Linked DNA regions of Mus musculus: regions 2, 3 and 4 are each linked to region 1. Evidence: chromatin contacts called from public HiChIP or PLAC-seq data. All regions are on one chromosome and are shown on one strand. The core of a region is the stretch at or near the end of the contact, and the rest is flanking DNA. Distances in the headings are between cores, read along the strand shown. Region 1 holds the start of Asb4 (ankyrin repeat and SOCS box-containing 4). Region 2 overlaps Casd1 (CAS1 domain containing 1). Region 3 overlaps Sgce (sarcoglycan, epsilon). Region 4 overlaps Peg10 (paternally expressed 10).

Evidence for each region. HiChIP or PLAC-seq counts read pairs in DNA pulled down with a chosen protein or histone mark.
Region 2: an H3K4me3 HiChIP or PLAC-seq map of embryonic limb bud shows a contact between it and region 1, with 4 times the contacts expected there. The contact joins the enhancer-like site here to the promoter of Asb4 in region 1. A contact is called at or near these places in 23 of 39 promoter capture datasets (the 3T3-L1 cell line, 3T3-L1-derived adipocytes, the C10 cell line and 15 more), 1 of 15 datasets of contacts at CTCF or cohesin (pro-B cells), 19 of 484 Hi-C or Micro-C datasets (bone marrow-derived macrophages, differentiating embryonic stem cells, embryonic stem cells and 5 more), 9 of 115 datasets of contacts at active chromatin or transcription factors (acute myeloid leukemia, bone marrow-derived macrophages, cardiomyocytes and 5 more) and 2 of 9 other capture datasets (embryonic stem cells and macrophages).
Region 3: a contact with region 1 is called in an H3K4me3 HiChIP or PLAC-seq map of embryonic limb bud, with 5 times the contacts expected there. The contact joins the enhancer-like site here to the promoter of Asb4 in region 1. A contact is called at or near these places in 18 of 39 promoter capture datasets (the 3T3-L1 cell line, 3T3-L1-derived adipocytes, the C10 cell line and 13 more), 1 of 15 datasets of contacts at CTCF or cohesin (pro-B cells), 7 of 484 Hi-C or Micro-C datasets (adipose-derived mesenchymal stem cells, cortical neurons, embryonic stem cells and 3 more), 20 of 115 datasets of contacts at active chromatin or transcription factors (bone marrow-derived macrophages, craniofacial prominence, differentiating embryonic stem cells and 12 more) and 1 of 9 other capture datasets (macrophages).
Region 4: an H3K4me3 HiChIP or PLAC-seq map of embryonic limb bud shows a contact between it and region 1, with 7 times the contacts expected there. The contact joins the enhancer-like site here to the promoter of Asb4 in region 1. A contact is called at or near these places in 19 of 39 promoter capture datasets (the 3T3-L1 cell line, 3T3-L1-derived adipocytes, the HPC-7 cell line and 12 more), 1 of 15 datasets of contacts at CTCF or cohesin (the NIH/3T3 cell line), 13 of 484 Hi-C or Micro-C datasets (the N1E-115 cell line, differentiating embryonic stem cells, embryonic fibroblasts and 4 more), 13 of 115 datasets of contacts at active chromatin or transcription factors (bone marrow-derived macrophages, craniofacial prominence, embryonic basal ganglia and 8 more) and 3 of 9 other capture datasets (embryonic stem cells, liver and macrophages).

Annotation. Positions count from the first base shown.
Region 1 is chr6:5,387,500-5,392,401 of GRCm38.p6, forward strand. It overlaps Asb4 (ankyrin repeat and SOCS box-containing 4), which reads left to right and starts at 2,911. Exons shown (of 5, transcript NM_001355662.1): 1 at 2,911-3,296. The coding sequence starts at 3,110.
Region 2 is chr6:4,632,646-4,637,547 of GRCm38.p6, forward strand. It overlaps Casd1 (CAS1 domain containing 1), which reads left to right. Exons shown (of 18, transcript NM_145398.4): 14 at 1,357-1,458; 15 at 3,101-3,241; 16 at 4,324-4,401. Among named protein-coding and RNA genes, the nearest start is that of Gm38761, 19 kb to the right of the region's middle. Within about 2 kb of position 2,331, at least 18 of the 459 cell types and tissues checked have an H3K27ac peak or open chromatin away from gene starts, as enhancers often do. A contact at or near this core is called in embryonic limb bud and extraembryonic ectoderm, where this site is marked.
Region 3 is chr6:4,722,287-4,727,188 of GRCm38.p6, forward strand. The region is part of intron 1 of Sgce (sarcoglycan, epsilon); the gene reads right to left. Among named protein-coding and RNA genes, the nearest start is that of Sgce, 22 kb to the right of the region's middle. Within about 2 kb of position 2,150, at least 5 of the 459 cell types and tissues checked have an H3K27ac peak or open chromatin away from gene starts, as enhancers often do. A contact at or near this core is called in embryonic limb bud, where this site is marked.
Region 4 is chr6:4,759,743-4,764,644 of GRCm38.p6, forward strand. Peg10 (paternally expressed 10) reads left to right here. Exons shown (of 2, transcript NM_130877.2): 2 at 1-775. Among named protein-coding and RNA genes, the nearest start is that of Peg10, 15 kb to the left of the region's middle. Within about 2 kb of position 2,714, at least 48 of the 459 cell types and tissues checked have an H3K27ac peak or open chromatin away from gene starts, as enhancers often do. A contact at or near this core is called in embryonic limb bud and muscle stem cells, where this site is marked.

The DNA.
Region 1 (4,902 bases), core at 1,661-4,160:
AGGCTGTGCATTCAACCACAGCATCCAACCCAAACTGAGCCAAAAGACCAGCAGCTGCCCCCAGCGCAGCTGAAGCAACAAGAGAACAACAGAAGCAAGGACCCGGGGGCTTAAATAATAGCATTTCTTCCACAATGCAATGATAAGCCCTGTATCCAGGGTGAAAGATCAATGAGCTAGTTAACCTAGGAAGAAAAAAGTAAAAGTTAAAGAGCAATTAACACTTCCCAGATTAGGCATTTTCTAGCCAGGATGAAGTCTTGCTGGATTAGGAACAGAGATACAAACTGATCCTGGGGTTAACAATACAGTTCCCATCCCTGTTCACATTCTTTCATTGTGCTAGCTTTGCTCTTTATGGTCCCTGCATAAGGGGTGGAGGTGGGGATGGGGGTGGGGGTAGGGTGGAGTGGACAAAAGTGAGGGTGTCTCTGGAGAGAAGTCATACAGTTTCTGAAGTGGCCAATAATTGATTGTCCTAAAGTATCCATGTGGCTACAATGAATGAAGAACCCATAGCCAGTGGCAAATGACTGGAGCCACATACTGTATGACCAGCAGAAGCTAGAAGGTGACTAAAGCTAAATAAGACCCAGTGAGTGGAAGGAGACACTCTACCACCCTGCATAGAGTTCAAGGATGGGGCTCCAGAGGACGGTGAGCCTATTCAGGATTCCTTTATTCTCCAGACTCACATGGGTCTGGCCATACCTGTAACTTATGGCATAGTCTTTTATGTGCTGATTGTTAAATACCAGTGTTTTAAATATTGTTTGTGCAATGATCACAACTTCCTGAATGTCCTTTTACAGGGAACATCAGAACTGGCAAGGACACCCTTAACTCCTAGAGTTGTGACTACTTATATAAAGAGACTGCTATGTATTTGGACCATATTAAACATATCTGTCTGGAATAAAATTAAATTGCCCTTTACTTAATTGCCAAGCAAAGTAGGGGTGGGGGTATCTGTGAAGGGGATCAGATCCATGTAATTGTCACAAGACACATTCTGTGTGAAATTCAAAGAAGTTTGTAACTTTGTGAACAAAATCCATTTGGACAAGTGATGGAGAAGATCCTAAGCCATTAACACACAAAAGTCTACTTCAGTGGGGATTCTTGTATGTTTTTCTCATTGATACATTTCCAGTGTTCTGAATAAGTGACTTGTCATACACTAAGCACCACTAAGTATTTGCTGAAGAAGGTATCTGGGGCTAAGTTCAGGCAAGCCTCTCAGAAGAGTCTCCAATATATGTTCAACAAAAGCAAAAGGTCTTAACAGTGTCCTGGGGTCTAGAGCCAGGGCTGAGCAGACAGAAGGTCCCTGTCTCTTCGTTTCCGTGTCTCTTGATCATCTCACCCTTGCTGGAGCCATCATTTTGAAGTATGTATCTAAAATTTAAATGAGTAAACTATTAAAATTTCAAATAAAAGTTCTTTTAAAAAGTATGTAGAACTGACCCTCAGTGTTGGAAGTCATGGTAGTGGGTGTTGGCAGATTGACTCTCCCGTCTAAGAGTGTGTGAGGGGGTTCTGGTGGGCTTACAACTACTCTGTTGGGTCTGGGTGTTGAATGTGAAAATTGTTATGATTTGGTAAGTTCTGTGCTCAGGACTGGCCAGTTTTGTATATTTACGTTCCACATCAGTACATCAAGTGAAAGGGTATGCTGATTCGCAGTTGCGTTTATAGACATATTTGTTATTGAAAAATTTAAAAAATTCACACTGCAAGTACTGCAGGGATTTTTTTATATCATTTTTCTGAACCTATCCATGATATGTAAATTGCAGCTAATTTGTATACTAGTTAGCACTTGATAATTTTCTGACATTAAAGACACTAATAAGTAAAATTAAGTCTTCAGTTTTGTCTCTAACTTTTTCTGTTGAAAAACTAACAGGGAGAAATTTTAATAATAAAAACTAGCAGGTAACTGCATATTGCCCATGACAGTAACCAGCTGCTTAACTTTGGGCCACATTTGTTCCCTGTGTTCTCTCTGTCTCTGTGCCTCTTGTCCCTTGCTCTCTGTCCTATTTACATGTCTGAACTGTTTTAAAACAAAAGTGTTAAAGACCTTGGATGGAGTTAGCTCAGTAATAAAACACAAGCTGTGTGAGTCCCTGGGTTTGATCCCTAGCAAACACACACACACACACACACACACACACACACACACACACACACACACAAGCACTATGTAAACAGACAGAGGATGTGTGAGACAGTGTGCTAATTGATTAGGCATTGCTTTAATTGAGGACAAACAGGATTCTTTTACAGAACCCAAATACCTGACTCACATTTTCAAATCAATAAGCTCATAGTAGAAAGTAAGATCCAGCTTGTATTTGTTTTTGTAATTTGTTCAAACATGGCTTTTTTTTTTAACTGACTTGAGAAATAAAATGCAGGGTTCAATAAAGTCCACTCACTTGTTGCATTGATTTTCTTGTTTCTTCAGGTTCTTTTTTTCCCCTAAAATGACCCCCCCCCATCATCTCACTACCCCGCCCTGCTTTTCTCATAATATTGAAAAATTTTTAAGTGTAGGTTACTGACAAACCTTCTGTTTGTTTTTAGATGTGCATAATTAGGCTCGATTTTACAGGCTCATTTCACAAAATCATTAAAGGTTTTCAGTAGCACGTGTATCAACAACAGAAACAAATTCTCATTTGGGGCTATTAGTTAGTCAGACTAAGATACTGCGGCTCCAGCCAGGCGCCAGATGTTTTTTGTTGAGGAGAAAACATAAAGAGAATTAAGAGCTTTGTAAATCTTACACTTTCACTTTGGTCTTGTAAGAAATAATTGTGACATTTCATGCTCGGAAATGTGTCACAGAAGCCTTCCTGCTTATCGACTCCACGTAGAGCGGAAGGGACCCGCTTACGTATCTCCAGTTTAAAGGACCTGAGAACTCAGGGAGAGTCTGGGAGGATATTTTGAAGTTTGAAATGATCCCTATATAAATAGAACGGGTCAGCATAACTTTGGGATAAAATTAGCCGGCAGTTTGTGGACTCTCCAGCCTTGCCTGTGTGCTGGGTGCTGCTCTCCTGATAAATCATTGCTCCGCTTCCACAGGGCTCCGAGGATGGACGGCATCACTGCCCCTATCAGCAAAGCTGGAGCTGCCAAATTAGTTAAGAAAGATTTCCTGGAGGCTCTAAAAACAAATGACTTCGGAAAACTGAAGGCTATTTTAATCGAGAGGCAAATAGATGTGGACACAGTGTTTGAAGTTGAAGATGAGAACATGATTTTGGCATCTTACAAACAAGGTAAAAGAATTGGAGAGGTGTAATTGTGAAATTGATACAAAATGGATTTTTAGGTCAGTAGGTCAGCTTTTGTCTTTAAAGCAGTCGTTCTTATTGTTTAAGTGTTTGTTTAGACAGTATTTCTTATTTTTAAAAATCTTCCCTTCCCTTTTAAAAATCAGAGCGCATTTGGGGGTGATTTTCATAGATCCATACAGATTTTTGTCTATGTATTTCTATTTATTGCTCTTTGCCATTCTTGCGCCTGGAATTTGGGACCCTGGGAGGTTGTATTTGTCATGCACGGTGTGTGGGGGACTTCCCTTGTGACTGTGTTGGTACAGAATAAAGAAAAGCCTCTAGGCTCTGCTTAAAGACGCTGAGATCTCTGTGTGACAGTGTGGTTCTCGGTCAGGCTGCTGATTCTTTCCTAACAACCACTTACAGATATATCACCTCCGTGTCCCTGTGAATGAGAAAGGGGACCTTCTTTTCCATTTAGAGAGTTAATGAATGGCGAAAGATGCGCCAGGGGCACTTCGATGGTCTGCATCGGTTTAATGGGTTTCAGTGCAGGAACAAAAGCTGAACTCTAAACACCACAAAGTTAACTTTTATTTTTCTTTTCTGCTTGGCTGCAATAGTAGAGAAAAAAATTGAAAAATTAAAATTCAGAATCTCTGCTTTGTCCAAAAAAAAAAAAATAGGAAATCAAAAATTATAACAAAATTCTTTAAGTCTCCCCCTCCCCTGGAACTCCTCTTTAATAAATCAGAACAAGATTAACACACTCATTCTGATTTCTCAAATCAACTAGATAATGGGAAAACTTCAATAGTTAGACCGTTTGGCGAGCATACTGCAAAGAAAGACTCTATTTACCTTCACTGCTGCCTAGAGAAAATATGTGGGAAAGTCTTGGGAGTCGGGTGAAGGGAGACCTATTTATGTTCAAATATAAATCTGTTTTTTATTCATACAAAATCGTTAGTGTCACCAAGTTGCAGATACAAACACAAGTAGGATTTCTCTCTACCTAATTCTCTGTCATTTCTGAAATAAGTAGAGATGAGTTGAGGTCAGTTGCTGGGCTTGCTCTTTGATTTGTGTTTTATGATAAACTGTCATTGCTGTTTTGTCTGAAAAATTAAGAGTTCTATTTTTTTTCTACAAAGTTGAAAAGATTCTGTTGAAGAACAAATTATATGCTATATAATTAGGTTTCTTGGAACTTATAACTTTGTTTCGTGGTTCAATCTGGATACTAAGTTTATTTTAAAGAAACTTCTATGTGTGCCATATACAACAGGGCTCAGATTCAAGCCAGTAGCTAATGTATTTGATAGCGAGCAGCAAAGACCACCTTTTCTTATCTCTCAGGCAGGTAAACCCTGCAGACAGGCTCGGAAGTTCTGAGACAGGGAACTTAGAAGTTTGGGCTCCTGGAGAGCAGGCTGTTTTTTTCTGTTATCTCTTGGGTATCATAATCCCCAAATGTGAAGAAACTGTGTTTTAAATTCTTCTTGTCAAAATAAGCTAATTCCTGTGGCCCCCGTGGAACTAACTTTTTATTTATGCCGATGATTGTTTTACTAGCATTCAGGCTATGAGGTGTGGCTTTCAGTTA
Region 2 (4,902 bases), core at 1,081-3,580, 760 kb before region 1:
GTCCTGCCCACTATACAGCACACTGAACCCAAAGTCAGTATGCACTATTAACTTCCTTATCAGTAACATATTAGATAAATTTCAATTAGAAATAAAATTTTATGAAGAGAGGCCCTTTGGTATTGTAAACTTTATATGTCCTAGTACAGGAGAACACCAGGGCCAAGAAGTGCGAGTGGGAATAGGGGAGCAGGGCGTTGGGGGGGAGGGGTAGGGAACTTTGGAATAGCATTTAAAATGTAAATAAAGAAAATATCTACTAAAAAAAGAAATAAAATTTTAAATACAAATGCATTTATTTATAAATACTCTTCATATGTAGCTGCTACAATCATATGCTTATGTTCAGTAGATCCATACCTGTTATGATATATATATATGCTTATATCTATATGTATGTGTGTACACATATAATCAGGGGTCTTTATTTTGCAATTCTTTGTAAGAATGAACCTACATTTTCTGTGGAATAAAGTTTGATACAGTTCTTTTATGTATAGTTGAAGTTGTGGATAAATGAAAATAGTTATATTTTCTAAAAGTGATGAAATTCCTCTGACACAAGGACCCAGTAGTGGCTGAGGCAGTTTCTTCATATTGTTCTCTGGTCAGCAGTAATTGTTTTTTAGTAGTCCTTTTTGATGCTGTTGCAGTAGGTCAAGCAATGGGACATTTCTTAGTAGAATTCGCCGCCACTCTTCAGTCCATACTGAGCACTCGCTCTGTTTGAAAGGCTTCATTGGTGTGCAGGAATGTACCCCAGACTTCTACCCTTCATTCAAACATTCTCTTGCTGTCAGATTAATAAGAGGGTGCCATTCACTAGCTGGACAGAATAAAACTTGAAACTGTGGCTAGTAATAATAGCATTTGAGGATGGCTGATTAGAGTGACTAATTCAGGGGGCTCTTTCAACCGTAATAATTATAAATAATTAAAGACATTTAGAGGAAAATAAATTATATTTTTCACCTTAAAATTTTTTTGGATATTGATATTGTATTGGCTGAGGTGTTTTGTAATTTTGTGTCTCTAGTAAATATAAAAATGTTTTAATATTATGTTAAACTCAGTAGAATAATTTCAAATTACTAGGGGTTTGTTGTTCTTCTTGTTTCAAAATCTTGTATTTTTCGTAGATTCCATGTGAAAGACAAATTTGAAAAGTATTAAATAAACTTTTTTGGCCATAGCTGAAATACATTTACTCTTTTTCAAATGAAGCCAAGTTTTCAAGTGAATTGATCAGACGTTAAGAATGTGAATGGTCTTTATTTACTGTTAGCTTGACAAATACATAGATCATAATGGAACTGCAAAGCAAGCGCTGACCTGACTGGCTGCATTCCTTTTCAGGGTGCATTTGAGAAGATCTTTTCTCTATGGCCACTTTCCAAATGTTTTGAACTAGAAGGGAGCGTGTATGAATGGTGGTTCAGGTGGAGGCTAGACCGCTACGTATGTATTTACTTTGTGATATCTTCATGCCTCAAATTATACTGCTAGAAAATTATTTGCACTCCTGACTATTTCTGCTTAGGTTTTATACAAAGAAACTTGTTGAGAGTAAGTTAAAGCTTACTACCCATGAACCCTTTCTCATTACAGCAGAAAATGAGTATGTCTGTCTCTCACCAGGAAAATATTTTAAGTGTTGTCTATAAAGGGGCTTCTGACAGACAGTTGTAATTTCTTGATGATTCACATATATGTGCTCTACCATTGAGAACAATATTCATTGAGTGTCATGATGTTTCCTGGATTTCATAAGATATTGATGTTGGGAAGTGTGTATTAAAGAGCAGCATACCTCTGAGCAGCCAAGTGTTTTCAGTCTGCTCTCAAACCTACGGTTACTATTATCATGCGCTTAGTAAGCTCTGCAATATAGACGTGGGGATAGGCTTGCAAAGCAGCAGCAGCCACAGCATGGTGAGGGACTCCACACACTTAACCTGAAATCATTCGGAGACCTTTGACTAAGCAAAGGTAACCGGCCTAGCAGAGCACTCAGCGGCGCTAATTACTTTCCCATGAGCTCTTTCCTTTCTATCCTTCACCATCTTTCAATATGCCCTGAGAGCTATTCTGAGGCATCCCAGCTTCCCAGCTCCTGTTTACTTCCCAAGGAACTTTATTGCATTTCCAAGCCACATACAAATAAAATGGCTCTGCTAAAGCCTTTGTCGGCTTTAGCAGATAAGCTGCAAGGATGTGCTTATCTTCATCTGTTTGGGAAACTAAAACAGACCAGGGTAGCCTGATTAGCTCCTGAACAACAAAGCATATTTCTTACAGTTCCAGAGACCAGGATCCTGGGCAGCCATGGTCTCACTGGAAATGGTCTCTGGGGTCTCTTTTACAGGGCACTAACCCTGCTCATAAAGATTACACCCTCCTGACCTGACCATTTCCCATGTACCCACATAAAACTCCAGATTCCACACAGGAATTCAGTTTCAACATAGGAGAGGTTGTGTGTGTGTGTGTTTTGTATTTTTTGTGCAGGGTGGGAGGTGGGGGTTGGAGGGGGACACAAAAGTCCAGTCCATTGCAGTGATGAATTGTGGTTATTTATGTCTTTTTTGGTTTTTTGTTTGGTTGGTTTTTTTAAAGAAAAAGCTCTGGGTTTTCTTCCACACCATATTGTTTAATATACATAGTTTCCTTTTAAACATAAAATTTAGTGTTGCTGTTTGGTTTGGTTGAAGGGATGGGTATAAAATGTGTTTCAATGTTTTGGAGAAAGTTTAGAAGTATGTTTAAATTGCTGAGGTTGGAGATGTAACTCAGCAGAGGGGTTGGTGCTGCTCAGTGGAAGGCTCTGGGTTCAATGTCCACCGCTTGAGATGGTCACTGTCTTTCTTCCTGGGGGCCTTGGGGGCAGCCTCTGTCTCTGCTGGACACTTCCTTTCCTGGCTTGCATGCTCCAGCGGTCACTCGCTTGATTAGACAGTCAAAGTTTGCTCTTCATAGCAACTCTAAAGTCTTAAGCTTCTAGCCCAGGAGCTTTTATAAATGCAGTTTTAAATATCCAAGGATTGTTGCTAGCATTTGAGATGTAACTCTTCAAAACCAATTTTCTCCCTGTTGTTCTCAGGTTGTCTTCCATGGGGTTCTGTTTGCTTTCATTTATCTGGCTTTGCAGAGACGGCAAATACTTTCTGAAGGAAAGGGTGAACCACTCTTTTCAAACAAAATTTCCAACTTTCTATTGTTTGTTTCAGTAGTGTCTTTCTTGGTAAGTTTCAAAATGTAAGCGTCTAATTTTCTCAATTTTTAACTGGTAGAATTAACCTATAAATAAAGAAAATGTAATTTAAATGAACATTTTAAAACTTTTTACTGTATTTTTTCTAATTAGATGTAAGTTCTACATAGAATGCATATATAAGTTATAAATACTAGCTGAGAGTATAGTAAAATAGGAATTTTAAAAGTTACAATCAGCTGGGCGGTGGTGGTGCACGCCTTTAATCCCAGCACTTGGGAGGCAGAGACAGGCGGATTTCTGAGTTAGAGGCCAGCCTGGTCTACAAAGTGAGTTTCAGGACAGCCAAGACTATACAGAGAAACCCTGTCTCGAAAAAACAAAAACAAACAAAAAAAACAAACAAACAAACAAAAACAAAAAAAAAACAAAAAAAAGTTACAATTATACCATGTACTATCTGTCTCTATCTCTCTATCTATCTATCCATCTATCTATTATCTATCTATTGGGTGAGTTAGGGGGTTGAGACAGGGCTTCTCTGTGTAGCCCTGGCTGTACTGTCATCCCTCTATAGACTAGGCTGGCCTTGGACTTGCAGAGATCTCCTTGCCTCTGCTTCCCAGCACCACCACGGCCACCACTGCCACCACTGCCACCACCCAGCTCCATGTGCTCGTGAATGTGAAAAGCCAGCAATTGGTGGTGATGACCATATTGCCAGAAGTGCCCAAAACTCCATTTCTCACCCCCACCCACACCCCGTCCCCCCATGCTTAGGCAGTTGATGCTACTGAAACAAGTGATCAGACCTCCCAAGAGCTTTTTTTAAACTGTATTTATTTACACTTCAGTTGTTGTCCCCCTTCACAGTCTCCCCTCTGCAATCCCCCCCCCATCCCTCCTCCCCTTTGCCTCTAAGAGGGTACTTCCCCACCCGCCCACTCTCACCTCACCCCTCTAGCATCCCCCTTTGCTAGGGAGAGCTTTTAATGGTACTTTTTATAGCATAGTGAGGTACCAAGTTATAAAGAAGAAAACCCCTAAGCCATTGTAATGTGTCTGTTTAAGGGTCCGCAGTGTTGAGATCTGACTGTCCTTTCTTGTTTTAGACCTATTCCATCTGGGCTAGCAGCTGTAAGAACAAAGCAGAGTGTAACGAACTCCACCCATCTGTGTCTGTGGTACAGGTAACTCTCTCTTCATTTTTCTCTATACTTCTTCATACTGTGTTGCTCAGGCTGGCCTTAGTCTTCCAGACAATAAAACATTTCAACATCCTCTTCCCAGATTTGCTTTTTCAATATTTGTTTGAGTTTATTTAATTTTATTTATTATCTATTATGCTAAGTTCCATGTTAATAATAAAAGGCTCACTATTAAACAAGATGTGATATCTCTTCTCATGAAATTTATGGTTTACTGGATATGTGGACCAGTATACATTGATTCATTTATCTCAATGTTTTGTAATCATTTAATAATCAACTAATTCTGCATGTTAGATACTCAGGTGATGGCCAGATTCAGCACAGCTTCTATCCTTATGGAGGTGACAATCTCTATACCAAATTATTATAGTAATCACATAATTATGAATATATCATACATTATGAGAATATAATAAAGGAAATGGCATCAGGGATCAGGGATCATTTTATTTTCCTGAGGATAGAGGGAATGAAGAAACA
Region 3 (4,902 bases), core at 900-3,399, 670 kb before region 1:
CATGCACATTGTTTTTATTCATGTGTACTCAATTGCCGTTCTGCAATCTGCCGAACTGCATCCTTGCTGGTCAGTTACCTTGGCAACTCCACAGTAAAGCCTGCTTCACTTTAAGTATATATGCCATTCACTCGAGAAAAACATGATACAGATGTATGACACACTCATCATCCAGAAATGGAAAATGACTAAGCCACTATGTTTTGTTTGTGAAAATAATACTTCCTTTTGGTATGGTAGGTTTAAATTATGGGCACCCACACAACATTTTAGAGAAGAGCCCGTTTCCTGTCCCTTTGTTATTTGCAAAACAAATAGCTCCTCAAGAGGGGCAGTATTTACACCTGTGCTTCTTTTCAGAAGCGAAATGGCATAGAGAATTTGAAGCCCTGGGTTGCTGTTCTTCTAAACATGAGCTATGACAATAATACTCATAAGGCTTGCACAAACTACCCACGGAGACTACTACCTGACGCTGACACACGCTGCATTCACAGGTGCCTAGGTGGGACCCACAAACTGTAAACTTGATACACACGATTTTTCTTAATAACGAGCCTAGAAAATGACATGTAAACACCCTGAGAAGCCACGGCCCTAAGGCCTCAGTTCTCTACAACGCACATGTGTACAGCACTGTGCTAATCCAGCCGAGGTCACAGGGGCTGGCCTCTCCGTGTCTTGCATCGTTCTATGATCTTATACAGCTATAAATCCATTACCTCGGCAAACACACCACTGGATACAAATGAAACTTGGAGCCTGTGTGTAGCTAAATCCCTTCCAATCTAGCAACATAAGTGGGCAAAACAATTAAAGCAAGAGTTCGAACCATCTCGCATCAAAACCATCACCTTCGAATAGGAAAGGTACATATGGTGGTACAGATTAAGACTTCTGAAAATGCACTACCATAAACAATAGAATTTATTTGTAAAAAAGAGCGAACAAACATAAAAATCTACTGTCTGAATCAAGAAGAGCCAAAAGGAAAATAGTATTGGAAAATAATGACTTTAATGTTTCCCCTCCCTAAGCACCTATGTTTCTCTGCGCCATATGGCCATAATCTTATTCACAGAACTATTCATTGCATGTTGCAGTCACAGGGTATATAGAAAGGTCAGGGTGTTTCAACAACTCTGTATTATGTGACAGTAGTGAGCAGAGAATCAAATAATAGATCTTGACAGCAATGGCAATAAAGTGGGACCTCACACTCCCTAAATTGTGCCTGTCTTCCTCTGCTAAGAATCTGTTAGAAATGTTTTCTCTGCGTGAAGGGAGAGATAAGCTTCTGCATCGGTGTGCACTTTACACACATTTACATTGAAAACAGAAGCAAACAGTGATACTTCACAAACACTGACGTTTGGAAAGCTCTGCGTTGCTGAAGAACCTCTGACAGAGCTTCTCGATTGCTGTGTAGATTGTCGCTGAAATGTAAACAGACACACATGCCACCCCATCTTTACAAAGGGGCCAGAGAACACTTCTCGGACCTTTTTCTGCGTCATTAAGAACGAGGACACAGCCATAAAGATAAAACAGACACTGAGTGTCAGGCCGGAAAGTTCCAGCTACGTTTAATCTTAAACCTGTCTCCTTTCGCAATCTTTGAAAAGAATGTCATGAATTATTGTCAATAAGCGTGTCCAACTAGCCTTTGCAAGGTAGCAATTATGTGCATGTGTCTTTTATAGGTTCTTCACCAACAAACTGATGACTTTAAAAGATCCACTTATGTGGTCTTTTTCTGCTTTTTGAGGTTTAGGAGGATTGGGTAAAACCTCAGTTAACCATAAACCCAGAGAATGGAGCATGGAGAAGCCTCATGTTCCTAAGGAAGCAGCAGTTGGTCCTCTTTCGTGGTGCTGTAAGACCATCATTTCGCACACCAGTTACCACACGTGGCTCTATTATACAGGGGGCCGTATGGACGGTTTGGCTGCCTGTCATTTACAAATCACATGAGTGGGTCCCAGTAGGCTAATGCATTTTAAGGTTGTGTGTTTTATAGATTTTTTGTTTTCTCCCCCCAGTAGACAAGTTGTCAGCTGTCATTTCTCATTGCTATCAGTATGTTTTCTATAGTGGCTTCTCTCGCCTTTTACGCTTGCAATTATTAACCCGCTGCAGGTTTAAAAGCCAGACTAGCAAATAAGGTAGGACTGCGTGATAAATTAAGAGGAGATACGTGCTGTTTCTGTGTGTACCGTGCTCTGCCAGATGTGAAAAAAGCAGAAGACAGCATTTGAAGCATTAGCTGCCCAAGGACCCCTTTGTGGTGCGTTTCCTGGTTTCCAGCTGAAGCCGCACACCCGTGAATAGACGCTTAATATCCCCAGGATAGGGTCATTACTTGAGGCAAAAGCAGTATAAACTCTGTGCAACATAACAGAGTCAGAAATAAATAAGTGCACATTTGAAAATCTTAATTCAATCCAGATGCTATGTATACATGAGTTTTTGAATCAAAATGAACATACGGTGTTATGTGAAATAACTTCATGTTTGCTATGTGGGAAACAGACTGCATAATTTAAACACAGATTTGTGGATTAAGTATTACTCTTAGCAGGAGTAACCTAACCAATTTTAAAAATACCAAGATACTATAATGAATATCTTTCTATGACAACCTAAAAGTTTGTTTTTAAAAGCATCTCAATTTTATCAATGTCTGATTTTATGGGGAATATCACAAAGGTACTTTGGAGACAAATTATTTAAACAAGACTATGATATGACTAGATAACTAGATAGATATTTACAACTGTGCACAGCATTATCTTAATGGAAAGTACTACCTGGGAGAAATTAAATAAAGATTATGAATAGGATTTTTCAAAGATGTTCAAGCTATAAAGAGAGTGCTGATCTGCCACCTGTCTTAATACAACTTTAAAACACAAAATTTGACCTAAGCAAATAGGTATAAATATTCTGAAAATCAAGCACTTTAAGTGCTAACGGGGGTGGGGTGGGGAGAGATTTCCTCTTTTTTTTTTTTTCCTTCCTATTACAACTTTAACAGGCTTAACCATCTCTCTGAGACTCGGAGTCCCTGTGTGAATAGAACGATACCCAATGTATTGGAACAGACTGAGAGATGAATCCCTTTGGCTCTCTGAATCAAGATAACTCATCTCGGGATTTCCAGAGCTTAATAAATTTATGGATTCCTTCCTAATTCATTTTTAACAAGTTATTACAACATTCAAATAGAAATGAAATTATTAAACCAGACAGTTAGTGTATAAGAAATCTTAATACCAACCAGGTACACAACCTGTTTTCAGATTTTTTTTTCTTTTTTTCTCCTCTCATTCACATTTATGTGAGATTTGATCGATCCAACCTAATAAATGTTGGCTTTCAATTGAAAGTGTTTCGCCGCTGTCAGCCCTTCACCTCGGGGCATCAAAGGCTGGCCAGTCATTCATTTGGAAGTAGGCAGCTATTGTTTTTCTTACAGTCACAGATAGCCCATGCCTAAACTGCAGGATTCATCCTAAGGTCAGCATTAAGATTACCTCCTTGCTAAGAATACAAGCACTTCTGTTCATGCGAGGCAGAAATCAAAGCTTGGATCTTTTTCTACAAAAAGGCAGCAGAATTTCTTCATAAAAAATTTCCCTCCTAAGTCACTTATTAATTTTTCTAAATTGGAATTATCTTGGTTATTATCTAATCAAATATGTTTTCCCCTTTGTATGTTTGTGTGCCTATGTGTCTTAAATGTTGATAGGAAAGGGGTGCAAACTATTGTTAATGGGTGATCAATAAAACACGGGACTCAGAATGCCGAAAAGTTGAAAGGGGTTTTAGATGTCATGCTAGGCATGCAAATATCTTTATTAAAGGACAGACCAAAGTACTGGTTCTGGCCAAGATACGCCCTTAGCTTCCCAGTCCAGCCAGGACGGCCGTGCACTTTTTTTCCTGGAGAAGTTAAGCTTTCACTTTACTGTATAGATGACAAAATTAACCCCAGAGGGACTAGATGATGGTTTCCTGAGCATAGGACTAACAGAGTATCCACGGAGCTTATCAATTTGACAATACAAAACACAAGTTAACACATTTGGTAGCTAATCATTCTGCTACAGTAAGATTGCAGCAAGCAGTCGTGTGACTGCTTAACTTTCTTAATAATTTCCCATTGATTTATATAAAAAAAATCAGAACTTGATCAGATAAGCTAAGCTTCTGATTTCAGAGGGTTATCTTTCTACAGAACTACAGAAGACAAGGTTATAAGCACAAACTCACAAGTTCAAGGAGGAAGGCGCCTCCTTAGTGCTTAGAAGAGGAGGCATCTCAGCCTCATAGCTAGGACTTGGGAGGAAAGCCTTGCCTTTCTTGTACACGGTCCTTTAGAGGCTTAAAATTTTGAGATTTTTCTCTCCTGACTTTACCAGCCTTAAGGCACTTCCTGGTCCTCTACATTCATGGAAGCAACGAGATCAACAAGAATCATCCCTGTATCTTCAAGTCTCCCCTACATGCACCCCGCTCTGGTTTATTTTTATTTTGTATGTAGGTGAATACCTTAGTGTGCATATGTGCTCTGGAACTGGAATTACAGTGTGAGCCACTCACTGGGGTTGCTGGGAACCAGACTGGGCCCTCCGCAAAAGCAGCACGTGCCCCTAACCACTGCACCACCCTTCCATTCCCAGCTCTCATCTGATGATCAATAATGTACCTGCCTTGAAGATTGAAGCTCAAGCTATCTAATGTACATATTATTTTAGTCCCATGAATATTCAGTTAAACTATAGCCTTTAAGTTGAAGATTAGGGAATCTAAGCACACTCATTTTGACTTTTTTTTTTTCTTAATTTCTTAGGAAAAAACCTATAGTGTCAATCAGTAAACCTAAGGCTGACAAATTTT
Region 4 (4,902 bases), core at 1,464-3,963, 630 kb before region 1:
TAGATAAATTAGGATAAGTTAGATAAGTTAGGATAAATTCCATAAGATAGGATAAGTTCCATAAGATAGGATAAGTTAGTTCACATAGGATAAGCATAGGATAAGTTAGATCACATAGGATAAGTTAGATCACATAGGATAAGTTAGATCAAATACCTCAACAAGTGGACGAGTGTACTTATTGGTCCCTTACCCCTACCAACTTTACCTTTAAGGCCGAGCTCAGAGGGAACTACAGGGAAATCAGTGTTAGGAGTGAATTGGACATGGATGACATTCTAGTGAAGGTTAGGACGATTAGAGTAATCTAATACAGGCTCTGGGAATTAACTCAAGGGATTTTAGGAATGCCAGATGACAGTCATCATTTGATAAAACTGTTGCTGGAATAAAGTTTAGAATGTTGAATGGTAAATGTTAATGGAAATTGTACGAAAATGAATAAAAGCTCTTTCCATACCCCTCCCCCTCCCTACCCCACTCTTTCTTTCCTCCCCCCCTCCATAACCTACCCCTTCTCCCAAACACACCCCTCCATTTCCTAACTCACCACGTCTCCCCTTCCACTCCCTAACCCACCCCTTCTTCCCTCCCTCCCTCCAGAACCCGCCCCCATCTTCCCCCTCCCTAACACACCCCTTCTTCCTTTCCCCCTCCAACCCCACCCTTCAAACTATATTACTGTATTCTCTTTATTATATTTCTTTGTATTAATAAAACTGTATTGATGTTACAATAAAAATTCAATAAATAAAGACTTAGTGGTTAAGGCAAATTGTGTCCTGATCATTTCAGCGCCCGCTGGCATCAAGAATGGAGGGAGGAGAGGTGGGATGGGTGTGGAGTGACAAGGGGTGGGAGCTAGGAAGATAAGGGGTTGGCGAGGGGCTAAATGGAAAAGAAGATGGTGGGGAAGGGTGGGTATGGGAACACGTTTGGCCTGGGGGTGGTGTATAAACAACACATCAGTCACACAGTACATCATCAATGATAATACCCAGGATACCCCAGGAAATGGACTAACTCATTTAAGTTTTGAAGTTAACAAAGTCATCACCTCACAACAAATCCAATGACATATTGATTATTAATCCCATTATTATTTGGAACACTTGAAATTCATTAATATATTGGAGAGGGACATAGGAGAATGAAAAGCAATGGTAGAAGCCTGGGAGATGGGGCCGGAGGCTGAGCTGAGATCAGGAGTGTGGTCGGCATGGTGGTATTAAACATACCACTCACATAGATTCTTATCAATGACATCCCAGACTAGAATACCCCATGACGCCAATTTATAAAACCCATGTGTAAGAAAGCCACCAATTAATAGTGATTACTAACACAATGATCTTAATATCAGGATTCCTTGGAAATGCTGAGACGAATGGGCGATGGGGAAGGCTAGCAATAGGGCAGAGTGGGAGATGGGAAGTAGTGGCAAGAAAGGTATAAGTTGAGTAAGTTTGGAATGGAGTTTTATATCATACAATCAAATAACAATACACAATACCCCAGAACATAAGTATATCCTGGCCACAGAATACAAACATTCAAATCCACCAACTAATGGCAAAAACATTGACATCACACTGGGTATAATTCAATACAATTGGGATTCTTGATATGAGTTGAGATGGGGGAAGAAGACAGAGTAAAGTTGTGGGGTTAGGAATCTAGTGGGAAGGGGTGGTATATAAATGGAGGGATGGTGTATAAGGGGAGGGTGGTATATAAAGGGAGGAGTGGTAAAAAAGGAAGGAAGGGTATATGAAGGGAGGGTGGTAAAGAAAAGGAAGGATGTGTAGAACAGGAGGGGTGGTGTAGAAAAGGAGGGGTGGTGTAGAAGAGGAGGGGTGGTGTATAAGGGGAAGTGTAGGTTATAAGGGGAAGGGAGGAGCATAAAGGGAAGGGTAGTGTCTAAGGAGAGGGGTGCTGTATAAAGGGAGAGGTGGTGTATAAGGGGAGGGGTGGAATGTAAGGGGAGGGGTGCTATATAAGAAGAGGGGTGGTGTAGAAGAGGAGGGGTGGTATATAAGGGGAGGGGTAAGGTATAAGTGGCAGGGTGGTGTATAAAGAGAAGGGTAGTGTATAAGGAAAGGGGTGGTGTATAAACGGAGAGGTGGGGTATAAGGGGAGGAGTGGTGTACAAGGAGAGGGGTGGGGTATAAGAGGAGGAGTGCTGTATAAAGAGAGGGGTAGTGCAGAAAGGGAGAGGGGGAGTATAAGGAGAGGGGTGGTGTATAACGAGAGGGGTAAAGTATAAGTGGCAGGGTGGTGTATAAAGAGAAGGGTAGTGTATAAGGAAAGGGGTGGTGTATAAACGGAGAGGTGGGGTATAAGGGGAGGAGTGGTGTACAAGGAGAGGGGTGGGGTATAAGAGGAGGAGTGCTGTATAAAGAGAGGGGTAGTGCAGAAAGGGAGAGGTGGAGTATAAGGAGAGGGGTGGTGTATAACGGGAGGGGTAAGGTATAAGTGGCAGGGTGGTGTATAAAGAGAAGGGTAGTGTATAAGGAAAGGGGTGGTGTGTAAACGGAGAGGTGGGGTATAAGGGGAGGAGTGGTGTACAAGGAGAGGGGCGGGGTATAAGAGGAGGGGTGGAGTATAAGGAGAGGGGTGGTGTATAAGGGGAGTGGTAAGGTATAAAGGAAAGGGTGGTGAATAAGGAGAGGGGTGGTACAGAAAGAGAGGGGTGGTATATAAGGGGAGGGGTGGTGTATAAGGAGAGGGGTGGTGTATAAGAAGAGGGGTGGTGTATAAGGAGAGGGGTGGTGTATAAGGGGAGGGGTGGTGTATATGGAACAAATTAATCATACACTCTTGTAGCAATAATATGCTCAGGCTATCCCAGGAAATCAACTAATACATTTCAGATGGAAAACATTACTATCCTTAGTAATAAGGTTACCAAATAATAGGAACCCCACAAAAATCATAAATCCCAACACCAACACTACTTGAGATAATTAGGATTACTAATTTAAGTGGAGTTGGGGCCAGCAAGATGGCTCAGCAGATAAGTGCTTGCTGACAATGTGAGTTGGTCTCTGGAACCCACCTGGTGGGAGGTGAAGACGGTGCCTACAAGTTGACCTTTGACCACCATAAACCCACAATGGTACCACAGTGCGTTCCTCTCCCCACACACAAAATAAGTGGGGGGGGGGGAGTAAGGGAACATTTTGAGGGGCAGGAAGCAGAGCTAATAGGGAGATTGAAGGGCAAGAAGAGAGGTGGTAGTTAGGTGTGGCTTTGAATGGGATGGTCCATAAGGGATTTCAATCACATAACTCACCATCAGCCATATGCCCAGAACACACAAGGGGATCAACTGTATTCCAGATGCAAAATATTTGCAAATAAAATAAACACAGCAATCAATAGTGACTTCAATAGTCATACTACACTATTACATGGAGTACTCAAGACTAATTAGATTCCACATGGAGGGACACTAAGGAGAAAAGGGAAGAGTGATTATATATATATATATATATATAATTTTAAATGGTATTCCCTTTCTCAGTTTCCCCTCTGTAACCCCCTATCCCATTCCCCCTCCCCCTGTTTCTATGAGGGTGTCCCCCACCCACTCCTGCCTCCCCACCCTGGTATTCCCCTACACTGTACATTATTATACACCACTCCTCCCCTTTATACACCACCCCTCTCCTTATACACCACCTCTTTCTTTCTATACCACCCCTCTCCACACACACACACACACACACACACACACACACACACACATACACATATACATACTAAGGTATTAATTGATTAGAATTACACACATCCAACATCAATCAATGCCATGAATAGCAGAGACTCAGTATCTCCTGTGAGATAATAAAGGCTTATTTTTACTAGAACTATTTTTTGGAATCACTGAAGCTTATTGATTAGAGTGAAGAAGGCAATATAATTAATATAATTGGGAGAAGGGAGGAGAGAAGGGGGAGGGGAAGAAAGAGAATGGAGAAAATAAGGGATGCGACTGGTTGGAAATGATGGGAGTGGATATAGCATTCAAATGTGAGTGAATATAAAGAACACATCAATCACAGTCTAGGATCAGTTATGTATTCACAACCTCCAAGAAAATAAGTATTTCGTACTAGTAAAATATTAACATATTTAATGGTAAAGCCATTAATGATAACTTCATTACTATATTTTATATTACTAAGACACTTTTAAATTATTAGTAAGTGGAAGAGTGAAAGAAAGAAGGGAGTGTAGGCTAGGAAGAAAGAGAATTAGAAAGGTGGGCTATGGCAAGAGGATGGAGATGCATAAAAGAATGTCATTCATACAACCAAGGACCAGTGATATAAAAAGAAACCCCCTAGGATCAATATACTACATCTGAAAAACAGCACACAATAATAAATCTATTTATCTGCAGATGCTCGCAGCCAACAGTTGGACTGAGCATGGGACCACAATGGAGGAGTTAGGGAAAGGTCTGTAGGAGCTGAAGGGGTTTGCAACCCCATAGGAAGAACAGCAATATCCAGACATCCCCAGAAATCATAAGGACTAAACCATCAACCAAAGAGTACACATGGAGGGACCCATGGCTACAGCTGCATAAGTAGCAGAGGATAGCCTTGTAGGGCATCAGTGAGAGGGGAGGCCCTTCGTTCTCTGAAGGCTTAATGCCCCAGTGCCAGGGTGGGGAGGCAGGAGTGGGTGGGGGGAACAACCTCATAGAAGCAGGGGGAGAGGGGATGGGATAAGGGATTGCAGAGGGGAAACTGGGAAAGGGAATAACATTTGAAATGTAATAAATAAAATATCCAATAAAAATGAATAAATCTATTAATAATAGGAAATAATAAAATATTAAATTACTTTTAATATCCATTTTCTTTGAATCCTTCAGATTTCTCAATAGGA